Regions from separate parts of the Mus musculus genome. Here region 2 is linked to region 1. Evidence: chromatin contacts called from public Hi-C data. All regions are on one chromosome and are shown on one strand. Each heading gives the region's core, a stretch centred on a gene start, on an enhancer-like site or on the middle of the called end of the contact. The rest is flanking DNA. Distances are from core to core; before and after follow the strand shown. Region 1 holds the start of A930001A20Rik (RIKEN cDNA A930001A20 gene). Region 2 has its middle 39 kb from the start of Gm33819.

Evidence for each region. Hi-C and Micro-C count contacts between places; a contact is called where the count stands out from the background.
Region 2: a contact with region 1 is called in a Hi-C map of liver, with 2.7 times the contacts expected there. The contact joins the enhancer-like site here to the promoter of A930001A20Rik in region 1. A contact is called at or near these places in 1 of 39 promoter capture datasets (the C10 cell line), 3 of 15 datasets of contacts at CTCF or cohesin (CD8 T cells, large pre-B cells and pro-B cells), 7 of 484 Hi-C or Micro-C datasets (the HPC-7 cell line, bone marrow-derived dendritic cells, embryonic stem cells and 3 more) and 2 of 115 datasets of contacts at active chromatin or transcription factors (CD8 T cells and embryonic stem cells).

Annotation. Positions count from the first base shown.
Region 1 is chr3:14,966,485-14,972,457 of GRCm38.p6, reverse strand. A930001A20Rik (RIKEN cDNA A930001A20 gene) reads right to left here and starts at 1,257. Exons shown (of 4, transcript NR_040550.1): 1 at 1,110-1,257.
Region 2 is chr3:15,193,054-15,198,603 of GRCm38.p6, reverse strand. No RefSeq gene overlaps it. Among named protein-coding and RNA genes, the nearest start is that of Gm33819, 39 kb to the right of the region's middle. Within about 2 kb of position 3,598, at least 23 of the 459 cell types and tissues checked have an H3K27ac peak or open chromatin away from gene starts, as enhancers often do. A contact at or near this core is called in CD8 T cells, liver, pre-B cells and 1 more, where this site is marked.

The DNA of each region.
Region 1 (5,973 bases), core at 8-2,507:
AACTTTGATCCCAGGACCCAGAGCAAATCAGCTCCCTCCTTGCTCTCCCTCTTTCCCAGCTGCTAAACTTGGGACTGAACCTTTCCTTAAAAGAGAACTGAAATTTCTTTTTGAGACAGGTTCTCATTTGGTGGTAGCTGGTCTTCAACTATCTATCCTCCTGTCTCAACTTTCTGAATGCAGGGATTCCTGTTGACCACAACCACACTAATTTAGAAATGGTGAAATCTTACACAATCAGATTTGTTTTCTGAAGTAAGCAAGTAAGTGGATAAAAATCTTTGAAATTATTTCTGCCTTGGAGGATGTCATGAGTGGGGGTTGAATAAACCTTACTAGAGAATAAAGCTTATGACCATGAAATGTAAATAAAATAAAACACAGCAGAAAACAGCCAAACCAATGATCCTCTGAGCTGTAATCATACCTCAGGACAACCACATAATTGTAATTATGTTTAATATTTGTAAATATGCTGAAGTGAGATGAAATGTATAGAAAATGTGTCCATCTGAAACCCTGTGGGGTGGAATCGCATTTCATGACTACAAGCTTAGGCAGTAATGAAATCTCTGCTGTATCAGAGTGACCTTTTACACTGTGCCAATGTTGACCAAATCAAGGAACTCTTTTGAAAGCCTAGATAGGAGGTAAACAAGGAACTACAAGGACCACGGCACATGTTTCAGTCAGCCAAACCAAGCCTGTTTGTATCTTGAATAAACCCCTATGTCTGAGAAATAATAGTGCCTTATAAAAATGCCCTGAAAACTTAAATTTTTCCTTTGATCTCTTGAAGGTTTTATGGTATTTTTAAGCAATAACCATAGGTTAGCAATCATAACAGCTATCTTTTCACAAACACCCACCAAAGCTGCTTAATGTGTCCTGTTTATTGAATATATTGAAGACACTTTCAGTGTTTGCTAGAAATCATCAAATTGAATGTAGATACATGTAAGCTTGTGTGTGCATGGTTACATTTTATGTTTATAGATCCATATTTATAATAAATATTTAACATAAGCAATGCCAATATCTTTAAACATAAAACTGTGAAGTCCATTGCCTATATGGGGTAAAATTATTTCAGAACCCCAATCATTTACCTGTTAATGTCCTTCCTTCAGCAGCGCCCCCACAGCACGTGCACCTGAGCAGAAGCAGGCGGAGAACAAGTCCTCTTACTGCAGGATGCCTTTTCTTTCTGCAAATCTTCTGCAGGTAACTAATTCTAACCTCTTATTGGAATTTGCCATCTGACAGAGTTCTTCTGCTCTTTCCAGGTGTCTGATTGCATTTGTTCTAGCAGCTTAGCTACATGATCCACAAAGTAGCCAAGGGTCAACTTGTTTTGAAGTCTACAATAGACTTCCACATGTGGGCAGCATTATAAAAGAAGTCTAAGTAATGAATTGTAATAAACGTTTTATATTTGTCTGGAAAATAGTAGAAGGTTTTGGTTTTCTCTGAGCCTATAATGATGTGGTTTTAAAATGAGAGCCACTTTGCTACTGCAATTTTAATTTAAACAGTATGCCACACTTTAATTGGTATGCGTTTATAATACAGTTCTCATCACTATCTTTGCTAGTGGGATGTTGTATTTTATAAAAAGGAAGAAAGAAAAAAAAAAAAAAAACAACCAGGATATGTTTGGTAGAGGCGCAGTATCAGGTGCAGGGGAAATGGGGTGCCTCTGAGGGCCCACGCTGAGGTATTCCTTCCCCCTGAGGTACCATCCATAAAACGGATATAGTATGGAATAGAGATTCTTTTTTTTTTTTTTTTGAGACAAGGTTTCTCTGTGTAGCCCTGACTGTCCTCAACTCACTTTGTAGACCAGGCTGGCCTCGAACTCAGAAATCCGCCTGGCTCTGCCTCCCGAGTGCTGGGGTTAAAGGCGTGTGCCACCACGTCCGGCGGAATAGTTTCTTTAGGGCATGGGGCGGAGAGTTGATGGAGTAGAGGCAGAGAGAGAGAGAGAGAGAGAGAGAGAGAGAGAGAGAGAGAGAGAGAGAGAGAGAGAGAGAGAGAGAGAGAGAGACAGGGAGACAGGGAGACAGGGAGACAGGGAGACAGAGACAGACAGAGACAGAGTGGAGGAGTAGAAGCAGGCCATGAAAGAGAGGGGGAGAAGAATGGGGAGAGAAGGGACAGAGAATAAGAGAGTAAGAGAGTGAGAAGGGGCAAACAGCTCCTTTTATAGCGAGTCAGGCATACCTGGCAATAGCCAGGTAACTGGGAGAAGCCTAGAAGGAATGCTAACAAATGAATACTGTTTCCATTTACCCATGTTCTGTTGACAGTTCAGCAGCACAACGTGAGACAGTCCCTGGCAGCAAAGATATCGGCAATGAGAGGACAACACTTTAATACAGCACTAGGGAAGTGAAGGAAGGTGTGACTCTGAAGGGAATAACTCATTTTAAACTATTGAGAAAATATGACGGCTTCATCAACCTAAGCCTTCTGCTTTAGAATAGCAGATAGAAAACTTTACATGAAACTCTGGATGCTAGCCAGCCTTTTGTTCTGTGGCATTCTCGCAAGCTACTTCCTTGTTCACTGCACACGCACCCTTGTTTCCATTACCAGAGTGTTATTATTTTTCATATTGTGGAACAGCATTTAATGTGAGATCTCCCCTTTCGGAAAGGTTTTAAAGTACAGCCCAGCATTGCTAATTACAGGTGTGTTGTCATACGGCTGGTCCCTGGCGCTTACTCCTCTTACTTTACTAAAGCCTTAGACCCCTTGAGTGATTTATCAGCTTGACATTCTCCCAAGGCCTGGAGTGACTAGTCTGAGCTCCTGTGAGGTCCCTGACTTACAAACCATATAACACCGAATCCATGCACCGTTTTGTCTTACTTCATACAGCAATGTCCTCAGGTTTATAGATATTGTCACACATGGCAGGAATTCTTTCCTTATACATGCATGCATACATACATACACACATACATAACAAACACACACACACAAAATATATTGTATTAGTCCCCATACCTTGGCTACTGTGAATAGAGATGGAAAAAACCATAGAGCATACACATTTCTTCGAGATTTGAGCAATGTACTGGGTTTTCATAGAATTATTATTAGAGGTAAAATGGAGTTTTCTAGACTGATTCTGGCTCCATGGCTCCAGAGTTTGCATCAGGGATATTAATTTTCTCAGTGTTCTAAGTCACCCATGCACAAGATCTGTAAGTACCTGAAGTCTGAAAAGCTTCAGGAAAGAAGCAAAGACAAGCACTGTACAGGTGACAGCTCCCCTCCATGTTTTGTGAGCTGAGGCTTATTCAGTCTATTCAGGCTCTGGGCAGACCAGAGGTGATAGCTACAAGTAGGAATCTGGCCCCACTGCCATTTAATCCGTCTTTGCTGGCAAAGTCAGTGAAGTAGCAATAAATGCTCTCCATTAAGGGTTTTAGACTCACAATAATATTATAGATTATCACAAATACACTTTTTCTGATTTTTCCCAAGCAAAAAAAAAAAAAAAAGAAATAAAGATAATTTAATTATGTATAGTTGATCATGTTGAGTGGCTTATTTTTTGCAAAACTAAAGGTAATCAAAAAATTATTCTCACTGGAAAGGCACTAAGTCCCCTGTTTCTATAATGGCCCTGTCACAGTAATGTTAAATATTTTAAACTCTGGTCTCAAAATTAATAATATAGAAAATTATGTAAGCCCTTTTTTAGGACCTTAAGCTGTTCACCACTTGATGTCAGCATCCCAGACCTTTTGTTTAATTATATACCAGGGCATCAAGAAATATACAGCCCGGGTCTGTCAACACTTAGTCTGGGTCTATCAACACCAAATCATAGATGAGGACAAGGCCTTAGGGCTCCTCCCTGGGGAGCTATTGTCAGGTGAAGGCTGTTGAGGAAGAGGAAGTCACTGTTTTCAGTGATGTAACAACTGGTAAGGTGCTTATGCTTCATACCCATGCCCAAGTGGGCAGCCTTGCTTAACCTCAGTGGGTCACAAAACCAAAACTAAAACAAAGCATAAGAACATGGAGGAAGATGAACCTGGGGGGGGGGGGGGGGGGAATGGGGAACTAAACAGTAAGAGAGAGAGAAAACAAAGAAAGATGGCAGCGTAATTCCTAACTTCCAAAGCTGAACCTACTCATGGACTTTTAAAATATGATTTTCATTTACTCTGTCTCATTTAAAGATGTATGTTAACAGATCCATAGACCGACTATAGGGGTGGGGTATAATGCTGGATAGAGGAATTTTAAATTTCTTCTTTGCCTTATTTATAATTTTACAGATGTTTTCTAGACCTTACATGTAATTTTTGCAATGAGAAACAACCATATTCTATATATTTCCAATTAAATTAAAATAAAACACTCCAATACTGTTTTTAACTAAAGTGTGGCCCAAGACATCTCTTGTGAAAAATTGCCACAGAACAGATCATATAGGTAGTCAATTTCAATCACTATGGAACATCATCTATTTACCGGACACTGAGTTGGATTTATTAAATCCATTACAACAGACTAACACCTTGCTTTAGGGGGTAAAGGCAAAAATTTGAGGGCAAAAGGTGTCCAAGAACTGGAGAATACTCTAGGTTTAGGAAAAGATGATGGAGGATAAAAAGTTGACATTTCTTTTTCTTATAGTCAGACTAGAGGATGTCAACCCAGGCAGAAATATGGGAAGAATCACAAAAGCCTGCTAAACTGAATTCTGAGCACAGAAAAAAGTAGAACATTCCTGTATTTGTCACTTCAGGCCATTCCTTCCTGAATTGGTGATGGCCCTGCAGGTAATGAATAGATTCACAGTGTACTCTTCTGCTAGAAATACTGTTCTTCTTGTCTATATCTTTATATCTCACCTCCACCAGCGGAAGAAAATTCCAGAAAGAGGCAAGAAAAATTTTTCTTGAGAGAGCTAGCAAATCCATTAAAGATTAACAGCTGCAATCGCACCAAAACATCTAAAAGAGCAGAGGCAGGAAGGCCGAGCTGACGCTTAGGCCTAACACTGGCGACTGGCCAAACCCAGATTGATCCTTTAAGTTCTGGGTCACATTGCAGGTCCTCTTTCCAGAATTTCCACAGAGCAGTCCACTGTCACTGCTTGATGAGACCTACAACCCCAAGCCTTGCTCTTCTCCTGGGCAAGATAGCTCAGTAATGAATTCAGTCTTTCCTGTGTATCCTGGGTTCAAAGGCAATTGTATTGACTCTTTTAGTAGGTAGGAGCTTATTTCACTTGCTTCAAGATATAACTAGGAATAAGATATACATACAGAGAGAGAGAGAGAGAGAGAGAGAGAGAGAGAGAGAGAGAGAGAGAGAGAGAGAAAAGGAGAAGAAGGGGAGGGGGAGGAGGAGGAGGAGGAGGAGGAGGAGGAGGAGGAGGAGGAGGAGGAGGAGAAGGAGAAGGAGAAGGAGAAGGAGAAGGAGAAGGAGAAGGAGAACAAGAACAAGAAAGAAAATTGGGAATAAAACTGAGTTTCCAGTCACCACAGTCCTGATACTATAAAAGACAGGCTATTTGAGGAAGCATGATAAAAATGTATAAAATGTATACATGTATAAAAATTATAAATCTTCAAAAATATCTTTGAACTTTGAACTATTCCATACCTTATATTTCTATGTATGAGTGTATAACTGTGTTTGTCAATGGCAGAACGCCTGGCTTACTTCTCTTGAAATATTTTGTTTGTAAAATTATTGTAATTTTTAAAAGAGTCAATTAAAAATTTAGTATTTGCTCACTTACAAAGACTTCAAAATGCACAGATAAATTCCCCAAGCTTTTTCCTGTGATTTTTTTAAAGTAATGTTTTTATGGTTTAAAGTGATAGTTATAGAGTTATTGAATTTGTATACACACATAGAAATATATATATACATATAGGTTTATTTTTCTTAACAGATTTCACTTAAATTGTTTTTTTTTCTTTTTTTTTTTCACTTAAA
Region 2 (5,550 bases), core at 2,349-4,848, 220 kb before region 1:
CAAAAGTCCTTTAAGATCCTTTAAAATTACCCTAATGTAAGTTAATAGAAGCTCTCTTGTTCTATCAGCTCCTTTTCTTTAAAACACAATTTGACGGGTCTTTACTTTAAAACTTGTCCCTTTGCCTGCCTTTAATTCCTGTATGCTGTGACTCAGGCTGCAGCTACCTGAATATTTGAGGAGTATTGATATCTTATGAGACCAATGTTCAGTTTCCAATAGACTAGACACTAATGTTTTATTAGCATTCTTAGGCCACGGCGAAAGCATCTTGCTTGCCTTTACAAGGAGCGCTTGGCTTCTGCTCCTACTTCCTCTTTTCTTGTAAAGTTGGAAGAGAAGGGTAATTTTGCCTTCCACCAGGCTATACAGCTTTGCCTTTGAGTCCTTTTTGTAGTCTATTGCAATACATACTTACTAGATTCCACTCTCTGAGGTCCTTGGAAACATTTTTCTCTTGGTTCAATATGTAAGAACTCTGTGAGGCCATATATTTAGATAGTGTATCACAGGTTTTCGCTTCCTACATCCAAATAATATGCCTGATGAAGAGCATATAGGCCAAATTGCTGGGAATGTTAACTGTTAAAAACAACAACAATAGCAAAAAATCACCTGGCCTTTCTAAGTTGGAGGAAAAGGTTTTGCAACGTTTGCATCACTGCGTGCTTATGGAAGAGAAGATTTGCTGTGTAGGGAAGGCCTGGTGGGATAGCAAGCTGTGGCTGAGAGAACACGACAATGTCCTGCTCTGTCTCACTCTCTGCTTTGATGAGGATGTGCCAGATGAGCAACAGCAGAGGTTCAGGGTCCTCTGCTTGAGTGGTCAGGTAGGATTCAGTCCTGCTGCGAATCACTGCATATTGTTATTGACAAGCTTCCATCTGAAGACTCATGATGAAGCACAGCCTTGGAGCTCTCTGTGAGCTTACCATGGGGCCAGCATCAAAGGAAGGTTCATTTACAAATGCTTGTCACTGTGAATGCGCAGATAAACAGAATGTACCCTGTTCTAGTCTCTGGTTTTTTTTTTTTTTCCTTTTAAATTTTCTATTAATCTCCTATACCATCTGTATACTGCATTTGCTCAAAGGAGCTGTCTTTTGTCTGAAAAGCACTTTATATTTCAAATATGAGTGTATTCAAAACACAGGTTTGTTTTGAAAAATTTAACAAAGTTTAATTACATGCCTTGTTCTACATTAATAATGATCTGCATGAAGATCATCACATAGTGATTCATTTGATACACTTGAACTGTTTATTTTTTGTTTGTGTTTTTGTGTGTGTCTGTGATATGTATACATGTCTGTCCGTGTGTGAATCTATGTGTCTGGTTGAGTGTGCAAACCTCTGCACATGCATGTGGAGGTAACAGAAGTCTTCTTGCTCACTGCTATATTGTTAATTGACCAGTATCTCGCAGTGACCCCAGACCTTGCTATTGCAGTTACTCTTGTTAGTCAGCTTGCTTCAGTGACCCTTGTCTCTGCTGAAGGAGTGGTGGAATTACAGCAAAGCCTCCATGCCCTCCTGGCATTTAGGTAGGTGCCGGAGAACCCTCCACTTGCTTGGGCAGTAAACCCTTTTCTTTACTATTGAGCCATCTCCCCAGTTCTGGGATAATCTGAATTTCTTTTTTAGTTTCATTCTCAAAATGGAAATTTATATTATACATAACTACTTACTCCAACAAGAATAACCTTATACTATTTTTACTTCATATGAATGACAAATTTCTTGGCAGATAACTTCATTCTTTTTTAATGCTTTTTTTTACAACAAAAAAACATAAATTGGTCATTTCTTGTTTTACATAGTTTAAAAACATATATACGTATATATCTTTTTCTTAATTTCTGAGGCTTAACTTTTTAAGGCTAAATGAATATCCCCTTCAGAGCCACACCTATATTAAGAGTGATTTTTGTAGAAATATCATCTTTCAGAAATGAGAAGGTATCAACTACTGCAGGTTGGTGAGTATGGGAAGGCAGGTACATGCTGGACACAGACACATGGCTATAGTTCCTACTGAATACTAAGACTCCTCAGTGGCTCCCTAGGTTAAGATTGCTTCTAAACAGAGTATCACTGGCCATGGCTCTTCTGTTTCTCTTTCCTTTGATGTTCAAAAGAAATCTGAGTGTGAAATCTGAGCTGTTTATGAGGCATGTTGCACAGCTCACATGTCTATAAAATAAAAATACTACTTACTCCTTGTGAAAATGAAACCAAAAGAACTTTGTGTGCAGTGTCTGGTACAACAAGCAAACTATGCTAACATTCCCAACAGATGCTCAAAGGTCACACAGGCTTCTTTCAAGCTACTCTCTGGGTACAGGATTATGTTGAGCAAGAAGTTATTGTGAATCCATGTGATGGTGTACAGAACACAGCTGGGTTGATCTGGGTTGTCAGATTGCTAGCTGAAAACTGTCTCTTCTTGGCGAGGATGGATCCAAGAACAATAAAAACCTTCATTTGAAGAATTGCTATCTCTAACATATTACAAGCTTGTTTTCCTCCATCTGCCCTAGCTGGATCCTTAACTGGACTCACATACATGTGACATATACATCTAACAGGATTCTCATTGTTCAGACAGAGCTAGCTTCTGACCAAATGGCCCAAAGTAGCCTTCAGTGCTGGCTAATTCTTTTTACTCATTTGTTTTGTGCATTTGTGTGTCTGCTTCTCTTCACCAGACTGTAAGTTTCCAGAGAGCAGGAACGTTTATGCCTTTTTGCTGGATCTCCACAGGTCACACACCTACATATATTTAGTGCAAAACAGCATTAAAAATATTTGTTGAGTGTACATTTGAATGGCAGGCCATGTTTGACACAATGCAAACACCTACAAGACAGTCATCAAGTTATTACCATTACCAGTGACCTACTTATCTGAGGTTATGAAGCAGACGTTCAATAACATTCTTCGATAAATTAAAGAGCAAAAATCTTATTTAACATGTAGTTGAGAATAGTCTCAATCAATGAGTCTGTGGTTTAGGAAATGTTTACCAACTCTAACTCCAGGGTAAGGCAAAATACAGTGGTTAGAAGGCATAAGAATTCCCATATCCAGTAGTCAGGAGTTATACAACTACATGCTCCCCTGAAACATGTGTGGCATCCCTCAGGACACTGGAATTTAAGTAATCTCTCCTTCCATCCATCAAATCTACTCTTCTTTCTTGAAAAGACTTGCTCAATGTGTATTGCTTCTAAGAATGATGGATGTATGTTTCTCAAGAATCCAGAAACACAAAATTAATTCCAACATATTTTTGTATCACTCTCTGTTTTTCAGGGTCCAGAGAAGGAGCAGTGAACTGGAACATGTCTGGTAAGCAGAAGACTATAAACAATAGTTCTGTGATTGATGCAAGAATGAGCCAACAGACATTTCAAAATCAAAAGTGAAGCCAGCAAAAATTACATCTTCCAGCACCTGCTTTGTGTCCCTGTCTCCCCAGGACGTGCTATACATGGTAGCTGAATCACTATCATGGTAGCTGATCCATGCCCATGCTATCTCTGAGACAAACCAAAGGAGGGTACAAATTCTACTTGGAACAGACAACCATAGTTAGTGGTAGGCCTAAGCTAATATTGAAACAATTTCTGCTCCTTTTCATTGGCTTGATGGACTATGAGGGTTACACATTTCACACATGTTTCATAATAATCAATATGCCTAATACTTATTTTATGATTATTTGTCAAGGACTTGTAATTTGTGGTTTCTGAAAATAAATAAATAAGAGAGTGTCACAGGAAGCCAGATTAGAAATCTTAGAAAATTTTACCAAAGTCATTTTCAGCTAGAATATGAGATTCAGAAACTGGCCTTCCCCTTGACATAGAGAGTCAATTTGGTAAACATGGTTGGTCAATAAAGGTGTAAAATTATGATGGTATAATGTTTTAGAAAAGTGGTATATCTCATCAAGTATCCTCTTCAAGGGAAAGAGCTTGCTCAGCTCACATCTCCAGACTGATCCTTCTCGTTTCCACATGTTGCCACCAGATGGCGAGGCAGTTATGCAAAAGCAATCTGTTCATGAGTGCGTCCAAGAAGAAATGACAGCAGTGGGAACTGCAATTCAGTTGAAAGCGGTCACGGCACTTGCTCACTGATGAAGACGGCCTTGCTCGTTTTGTCTTTCCTTTTTTTAGAGTAAAAACTGATGGCTACCTATCCAAATCAGAGACAATTTGAGCAATAAAGTCTCAGAAAGCTTTTTTTTTAAATCAGAAACTCTATCATTCATAATTGGATTTTTAAAACAACACCAAAGATCAAGTATTAATAACCAACCCCTGCACCCTCTAATTGTTACTCGTTTTCTCTACCCCCTAAAATCTGCAAATAGTTAATTCTTCCTAATTTCCTTCAACTAATCTGTAGTAATCATATAGTTTTAAATTGTCACTTACTACCTTCTGGCTATCATCTGATTAACTAATCTCAAGATATTCGAAAATTCAGAGAAGTTCTATGAACCAATAAAATTCAAAACCATCACATTGACAAAACCAAAGAGTGACTAAGAAACTGTCATGTCCTAGAGAAATCCATAAAGACATAATATCTAAATGGATTGTGATATCCCAGATAGAATTCCAAAGCAGAAAAGGATATTATATAAAAATGATAAAGGATGAAATGAACAGAATACTAATGTAATTCATATTGGTTTATTAATGAATAAAAGAACAAAGGTATGTGCATCTATAGAAATTAAAACAAAGCAGAGAAGGAGAAAGAGAGAGATAGAAACAGAGACAGAGAGACAGAGAGAAGAAAAGAAACAAAAATAAAAGTTCAGTCCATAAAACTAAACAATTCCTGGAAATTCCATGAAAATAAAATTTGAAAAATCAGTAATTTGAGAACCTGAATTTCTCCTACAAAATAAATTTGTATGCCTCAAGACTCTTTGCAAGCCTCACTCTGTGAAACCCAAATAAAATAAGAAGAACATTAAGTCTATGGCACAGTGCCTTATTTGGTGTTAAAGACGTAGGCTGAGGCTCTGTCTTTACTAGCAATAGGGTCTGGAAATACTGTCTTTGCCAAGGGTATAAGAAGGGCAAAACTATGCAGAGAACCTTGGTGACAACTATAGTAGGTATTATGCAAGACAGGCCAAAATCTCTCTCTCTCTCTCTCTCTCTCTCTCTCTCTCTCTCTCTCTCTCTCTCTCTCTCTCTCTCTCTCTCTCTCGGGAGCTTTTAAGAAGTGGCCATCTAAGTGATACAGACTAAGGGTGGGGTATAAAGGCTAGTGAGTATAAATAAACAGGCCATCTATTTCTCTGAAGTTGCCCAATGTATATAGTCACTACCATTTTATGTTCAGCAGCTTCAGAGATCTGCTAGAACCTCTCACTATTTGGGTAATTGTTGCTCTCATTACATCAAGAAATAGGACAAGAAACAGCCTAACCCCAAATTATGCTGAATTATGGTACAGGACATAGTGCATATTCCCTATAAATGTTTAAGACACATTAATAAATGCTATGATCCTAACTCATTT